Linked DNA regions of Anas platyrhynchos: region 1 is linked to region 2. A link is a contact called in public Hi-C data. All regions are on one chromosome and are shown on one strand. The core of a region is the stretch at or near the end of the contact, and the rest is flanking DNA. Distances in the headings are between cores, read along the strand shown. Region 1 holds the start of PLEKHB1 (pleckstrin homology domain containing B1). Region 2 overlaps FCHSD2 (FCH and double SH3 domains 2).

The links. A called contact is a pair of places that touch in the nucleus more often than the background predicts.
Region 1: a Hi-C map of skeletal muscle shows a contact between it and region 2, with 3 times the contacts expected there. The contact joins the promoter of PLEKHB1 here to the enhancer-like site in region 2.

What each region holds. Positions count from the first base shown.
Region 1 is chr1:205,813,285-205,816,869 of IASCAAS_PekinDuck_T2T, reverse strand. It overlaps PLEKHB1 (pleckstrin homology domain containing B1), which reads right to left and starts at 1,451. Exons shown (of 7, transcript XM_027462307.3): 1 at 1,352-1,451; 2 at 507-566; 3 at 63-215. The coding sequence starts at 543.
Region 2 is chr1:205,412,221-205,415,791 of IASCAAS_PekinDuck_T2T, reverse strand. It overlaps FCHSD2 (FCH and double SH3 domains 2), which reads left to right. Exons shown (of 20, transcript XM_027462102.3): 18 at 927-1,056; 19 at 1,221-1,303; 20 at 3,023-3,571. The coding sequence ends at 3,106. Among named protein-coding and RNA genes, the nearest start is that of RPS3, 11 kb to the right of the region's middle. Within about 2 kb of position 1,646, at least 4 of the 8 cell types and tissues checked have an H3K27ac peak or open chromatin away from gene starts, as enhancers often do.

The DNA of each region.
Region 1 (3,585 bases), core at 202-2,701, 400 kb before region 2:
AAAGTTTTGGGGACAGAAGGTTTTGGGGACAGAGGGTTTTGGGGCCGGGGGGAGTTGCTCGCCTCGGCACTCGGGGCCGATCCTGACGTCGCGGCAGCTGTGCTTGATGTGCAGGCGGCCGTCCATGTCGCGCTGCGTCTGGTCGTGGTAGTAGAGCAGGCTGCCGTCCAGGTACAGCACGAACCAGTTCCTCTTCCAGCGCCGTAGGATCGAGCCTAAAAGGGATCGAGCGGGATTTGTAGGATCGTGCAGTCCCACCCCATTTGGGGTGCAGCCAACGCCGTCCCCCAAATCCCCCCGGGGACGCCTGGCGGCGGTGACGACCCCGACAGCGCGGCCAGGTGGTTTCGGTGATGCGCTTGGAGCAAACCCCAAAAAGCTGCCAAAAAAAACCTATAGGATGCCTCCGTGCTGCTCTGTAGGATGCGGAACGGCCCCATCCGTGCTCTTGGGGTTCCTCTCCTCTCTGTGATCCCCCCCCCGGCACCCCAAAGCTCCCCACTCACTCTGCCGCCAAAGCCAGCCGCTCTTCACCAACGCCATGGCCACGGGGTGGTTTTTGGGATCTGTAGGGTCGAGGGGAAACAGTGGGGTTAGGGGAGCAGCTCCCTGTTTGCCTGCACCCCGTTCCCTGTCCCCCTTTTTGGGGTTTGGTAATCTGGGGAGCGCTCGGGCGGGGAGAGCTCCGGCCACCTTGCTCCGTGCCCCTATAATCTCCTCGGGATTTAGGGATTATCATCCCGAGGAGGTAACCACCCCCCCGAATCCCCCCCCGGTAACTTTCCACGGCCCCCGCTCGTTTGTTTTCCCTGCCTGGATGGAAATTAGTCCTTAATGAGGCCGTGAAATCATTGCTCCCCGGGGCCCCGAGCACCACCCCATATCCCCATCCCCCTGTACCCCACCCCCTTGTACCCCATCCCCTTTTAACCCCATCCCCGGCACTTTTATCCCCTTGTACCCCATCCCTGCACCCCCACCCCATTAATCCCAGCCCGATCCCACCACCCCCTTATCTCCCACCCCCTCGTACCCCGTCCCTAGCACCCCTATCCCCCGCTACCCTAACTCCTAGGACCCCCATCCCTTTGGAACCCCATCCCCGGACACTTTTATCACTTTTTACCCCACAAAACCCCCTTTTTACCCCACAAAACCCCCTTTTTACCCCCTCCCCAGTTTCCCCATCCCCCTGTCCCCCATCCCCTACCACCCCTCTCCCCTTTTCACCCCATCCCTTTTCACCCCATCCCCGCTACCCCCATCCCCTGACTCTCCCCTTCCCTCTCCCCATCCCCGTTCCCCCCCAAACCCTCCCAAAACCCCCAAAACCCCCCTGGGCACCCCTCACCGAGCGGCAGCAGCACGGCGGGTCCCCGCTAAGGGTTGCGCTCTGCTCCCGCTGCCCGTCCCTACCCACACGCACGGGGCTTCGGGAGCTGTAGTCCTGCTCGGGGAACGCGGCCTAAAGAGCTGCAGAGTCCCCAAAGGACCACGATGGTTTTGGGATCAGGTTTTGGGGTCGCTGGGCACGGTGGTGCAGCCAGGAGGGATGCCCTGGGGATGTTGGTGCAGGGGGGCGATGCTGCGGATGGCCCCCGCATCGCCTGCGGCCCTAAAAGCAGCTGTGGGGTCGGGGTTGGGTTGAGATTCGCCTGCCCCGATGCGAAATCCCAAAAAAAAAGCAGGGCTGGGAGGAGCGGGGGATCCGTGAGGAGGTTGCGGCTCCAAACCCTGAGCCCCCCCTGACCTCGCCGAGCTTTAATCCCCCCTGCGGTGCCCATGGGGAAAAGCTGGGAAAAAAAAACCCTAAAAAACACTGAGCTCGTGGCACGGGTGCTGTTTTTTTTTTTTTTTTTTGGGGGTCTGTCGCTGCTGCTGCCACAGGTGGGGGTCCCATGGGTGCCATAAGCACAAATTTGGGGTGACGGAGAGGGGGCGGCAGCCCCAAAACCCAGCTCCTCTTATCCTCTGCTCCTCGTCCGTAAAAGCCATACACACACACATAAATTGTGTCTATTCCCGCTGTGCAGGCGTTAAAATCCCAACCAAGTTATTTATAAGCAGGGTGATAATTAATATTAATATGGAATTAATATATGGGCTGATAATTAAGATGTTTATTAAGCTTTCAGCAGCCCTAAAGGCAAAAAAAAATCATTGATTCCGGCTTTTTACTATAAAAACCTTTCCCCTCCCCTCCCTCCAGCGCTGGCTTTACAGCCATAAATTGGTAAAATTTGTTCTGCCATAAATTGGTAAAAAAAAGACTTTCTTAGGTCAAACTTTGGCTGAAAATTTAATTCATTTGAGGCCAATGTTGATCGGACCCTCGGCCGGGCGCTGCGTTTGGTGCGATGGAGCCCCAAAAGGTTTTCTTCTGCGCACGGGGCTGGGATAATTTGTCTCCTTGACAAGTTTATTCCGAGAAGAGACAAAAAAAAAGGTGGAAAAGAGCAGAAGTAAAACCTGCAGGGAGCAAAAAATCAGGGCAGCGGGAAGCCGTGGCAGGCGTCGGGACCTTAAAACCAAAAGCAAGGCCATAAAAACCTCCCCGAATCGCTCAGCTCTCCTCTGGGGACGAACACGGTGGTGGTGCAGGATTTGGGGGGCTGATTTATTTATTTTTGTTGCAAACTGTCTGTTTTTTGGTGTTATTTTTGAGCTGCCTGGGATAAATTTGGGGCACGGTGGCTGGAAACGGTGATTTGGGGACTTTAAGGGGTCGCTTTTCTTTACAGCTGGCAAAGCTGGGAGGGTGGGAGAAGGGAGGTGGCCTCAAATGCTTGTGGAGGAGGACCGAATTTGTGGCTTTGCCCAAATTTTTGTAGTAATCAGGTGGAGCTAATTAGGAGAAACCCACTTGGAGACTTCCAGCTTGGAGAAACCCACTTGGAGACTTCCTCCAGGTAGGCTCCCAGGAGGCGCCTTGGGGCTGTGTTAGCGATGCTTGGAGTTTTGGGTGTAAAATGAGGGATTTCTGAAACTGTTCACACATCTCACACGACCAAGTGGAGCAGTGAAGGAGCAGGGGGGATCGGGACGTCGTCCCTTGAGGAATCGCCTTTGTACCAACTCTTTGCACCCCCAAATTTTGCCTCAGCCTCCTTGTGCCCCACAGGAGCCCTTGGGCAGGTGAGGAGGGGATGGGAATGGGCCCAAGGACATCAGTGGGGCCAGGACACTGCAATATTTTTTTTTTTTTTTTTTTTTTTTTTTTTTTTGTCACATGTCTTTATAGATGATTTGGATGAGGGAACTGAGAGCACCCTCAGTAAGTTTGTGTATGGCACCGAGCTGAGGTGCTCATCCCCCTGCTGAGGCCGCCCCTCGAGTGTTGGGTTCAGCTTCGGGCCCCTCACTCCCAGAAGGACATCGAGGCCCTGGAGCCTCTGCTCACAGGGAAGCAGGGCCAGGAGCAGAGGGAACGGCCTCGAGTTGTGCCAGGGGAGGCTCAGGTTGGCAATGAGGAGCCATTTCTGCTCAGCAAGAGCGCTCAGGCCTTGGGACGGGTTGCCCAGGGAGGTGGGGGAGTCCCCGTCCCTGGGGGTGTTCAAGGAGAGGTTGGACGTGGTGCTTGGGGAC
Region 2 (3,571 bases), core at 397-2,896:
TGAGACATCGAACAGAACCTGGCAAAAAGAGAATTACAGGCTCTCTTAGCCCTAATTTAATGTTTTCATACTTAAAGCTGGTCTGCGTCTTCTCAATTTTTGAAGGGAGAATGCTGCTGAATATTGTAGCACAGTACTTTTTGCCAAAATGTCCTCATTTCAGTGTAGTTCTGTAATCCCCACGCTACAGTAGAAAATCAGGCGCCTTCTGTAACTGTGGTGCTGGAAACTGGACTTCCATGTGTCCTACAGACATTTCTCCAGTGTTTTATTCTTTGATTTGAGAAGACCACGAAGACAGAGGAGTGTTCAGCTGCATTCCTGGGCACGCTGAGTTCCTCTGTTCTGACTGAGCTTCACTTCATTTGAGATAAAAATGCCGAAGTGCTGCCTGTATTTAAATGGGTAGGAATGCCTCGGGGCTGTCAGAGGTAACCAAAGAGACATTCATGGTGCTTTTTGGACAAACTTTGCACGTCCATACAATACCAATGCTAATTTTGTTTCATATTCTTTGTCCCAGTTACATGCAGGAATGTTATTGCTTCTGTTTTTCTCAACATTTTAACAGCACAAACAGAACTGAGCAGTCAGATCGCTTTTATCACATTTTTGTGTATGTGTGGAGAGGCACGTTTGGCCAAATGGCTTTTTTTTTTTCAGATAACCTTCAAAAAGCCCGTCTAAATTATACCTGGGAAAGGATGAAAATTTCTGCTCGGTGGCAACCTGTGATTTAAAGATAGATCTGTAATCGCTGTTGGATATCTTGGCTGTCCTCCTCTGGTGTACCCGACAGCGCTTTTGTCGGATAGTTTTTCTCCAGATGAAAGTTCCTAGCATGATAATGCCCCAGAGAGCTTCTTGTGCCGTGGTGTGTAGATAAAAACCGTGGAGGAGTAAGGCTTTACCTCTCTCTCACGCAGGTATCCCCGACTCCGAAGCCCAACAACGCCCTCCCGCCGCTGCCGCTGTACGACCAGCCTCCCACGAGCCCCTACCATAGTCCAGATAAAAGAGGGTCCCAGTACTTCCCCAGATCGCCGTCGACTAACGGTAAGAAGTTTTGTGATAGCCAGAGAAACAGTTCAGCTCAATGCTCTATTTAAAATGTTGGTATTTCAGGAAAACAACAAAAAAAAAAGCTTTTTTTGCACCATAAATCTTACTCGGCAATATTGAGTGACCGGTTGGTGGTGTGTTGACGCTTTCTCTTTCAGAAAACAGCTTCAGCTCAGAGTCCCCTGGATTCTCCCAGCCTCCCCGACTTCCTCCTGAAACTTCATACGGCAAACTGCGACCTGTGAGTTTCAAATGCTGTTTTTTTTGTCGATGTTACCAGGTTTTAAAGCTGGGTCATGTCGCTAGCCCAGGTAAAACACATGCAGGGGCATTCAGGGCGGTGGAATTCCCGTGGCCTGTGATACAACACCTGATGGTTTGGCTCTCGGTGCCCTGCAAATCCAATTACTCCGTGTAATAATAGAGCATCTCGGGAGAATGGTGCGAGGAAAGGTCTGCTCACTCCCCTTTGATAATACCACAGATGTGTCAGAAAGCTGTGGGACACGAGAGCTATTGGAGATAAGTGGGTACTGGAACAAAACAAAGCTGCGCTTGTTTAAACAATAAGTCCCTGACTGGGCTTAAAAATGACCTTGAATTTTATCTGGCCCCTTTGTATCCAGCCTGCCCTTCTGCGTCTGCCTTGGTAGCTGTAATAGCTTCGTGTCTCTTTGTGAGGCACATGAATTGTGAAATGTAAGCTGGGAGGAAATTGTTACGTCTATAATGTAGATGTTAGTCAATAAACGCACACCACCTTGCGAGGCTTTGGGAGATTACTTCTGCTGTTGCCACACGTAATACCCACTGAGCAGAACCAATAAAGAGGTGGTGAATAAATGCCAGAACAGTTTAATCGTATGATTTGTACAAATGTTTTGTGTTTTTTTTTTTTCCAGAGGTTGTGTTCCCAGCCACACAATGTGCTGGCAGACAAATCTGCTCACTGGCAGTTTGATGTAATATGCAAGCCTTGGAGCTTTGTTGCATTTAGGGCTATTTTTTTTCCAAACTGCTTGATTTGAGAATTTTGAATTAAAAATTTCTTAACAGTGATATCCTGTACGTTTTGTGATGCCTTTGCTGCTTAGACAGAGAGCTCCTGCCAGGAAAGGAAAGGAAAAATTTCATCACTTCAGTCTTGCAAAGTTCATCCGCTAAGGTTAACTTTGAATCACATTTTGAGGATTTCAAAGTCCTGCAACAAATCACATTAAGATCTAATATTTGTGTTTTCCTAACATTTTTAATGAATGAGTTTGCAGAAGAAGTATTTTTTGAATGAATATTCAATAATATTCAAATATTCCAGCAGTCAGTGAGTTAGCCTTAGTGAAATACAGATGAAAGATAACAGTGCTGCATTATTAAACATTTAAATACTGAACGGAGAAGTTGCAAGTTATCATATTCTCTGGTGAAATGACTGATTCAACTCTTTCATTTTGTAGATTTGTATTTACTTAATTTGTTTCTTGCAGCTGAGTGTCTTTTCAAGATACTACAACAGTGCCATGTCTTAATTAAAGGGATTTCTCGTAGTATTGCATTTTAAATATGCATGTTTTTAAAATATTGTGAAGTTTTTTAGGGTATTGCTGACAGTACCAACCAGGGCTGCGCAGCTGTTTCATACTCCACAATTCATGTTTTTCATAGCGAGTCATTCTGATGTGTTCTGAAAACGTGATAAAAACCCTGCATGGACTTTAAACACCCTTTAAACCCTGTTAAATCCCAAGGAAATGCTCGGCCAGGAGCAAAAATAACTTCATTAATGTGCAGGCAGAATAAATAGATGCTTGCACCACCACGATTGCCAGTCGTGCTGGAGAAAAGCCACCTGAGCCTGGTGACGGGACAGTATCACAAAGAGCCCAAAATTGCAGCAGTGCTCTCTGCAGGTTGTGAAACGTTGAGTTTGGGGATATTTACTGGCATTTTCTGGCTGTTTCAGGTGCGAGCAGCCCCACCGCCCCCTACGCAGCATCATCGCCGGCCAACAGAGAAGATAGAGGACGTGGAAATTACCCTGGTGTAACGAGCGGACTGGTCGAGCAGTAGTGCTACAATCAAGGCCAAACGCCGCATTTGGTCGATCTCGTTTTTAGGCACCTTTGCATGATGAAGACGTTGAATAGAGCAAGAGATAGGGAGGATTTTCTGTGACAGTGACATGGTGGATTCCTTCCCGCGGTCATGACTATTTCGTGCCTTTTTTTTTTTTTTGGGTTTTGGTTTCTAGACATCATTCTTCCTCTCTTAGCACAAACCAAGACGGGCCAAGCAGCGAGCAGAGGATTGCCTTGGAGCAGGTTTCTCTCTTGGCTGAAGATGGTCGATTTTTATACGGAGGCCGAGGAAAGAGCCTCGTTCATGCAACTTAGTCATAGCATACTTCTACCACGTGCATTAGTACAGTATATTACTGTTGCCATAGGAATGTGTGAAAAGATTGTCAATTCTCCAAGTAGCATTACTTGTCTGATTAGCTATTAATCAGATC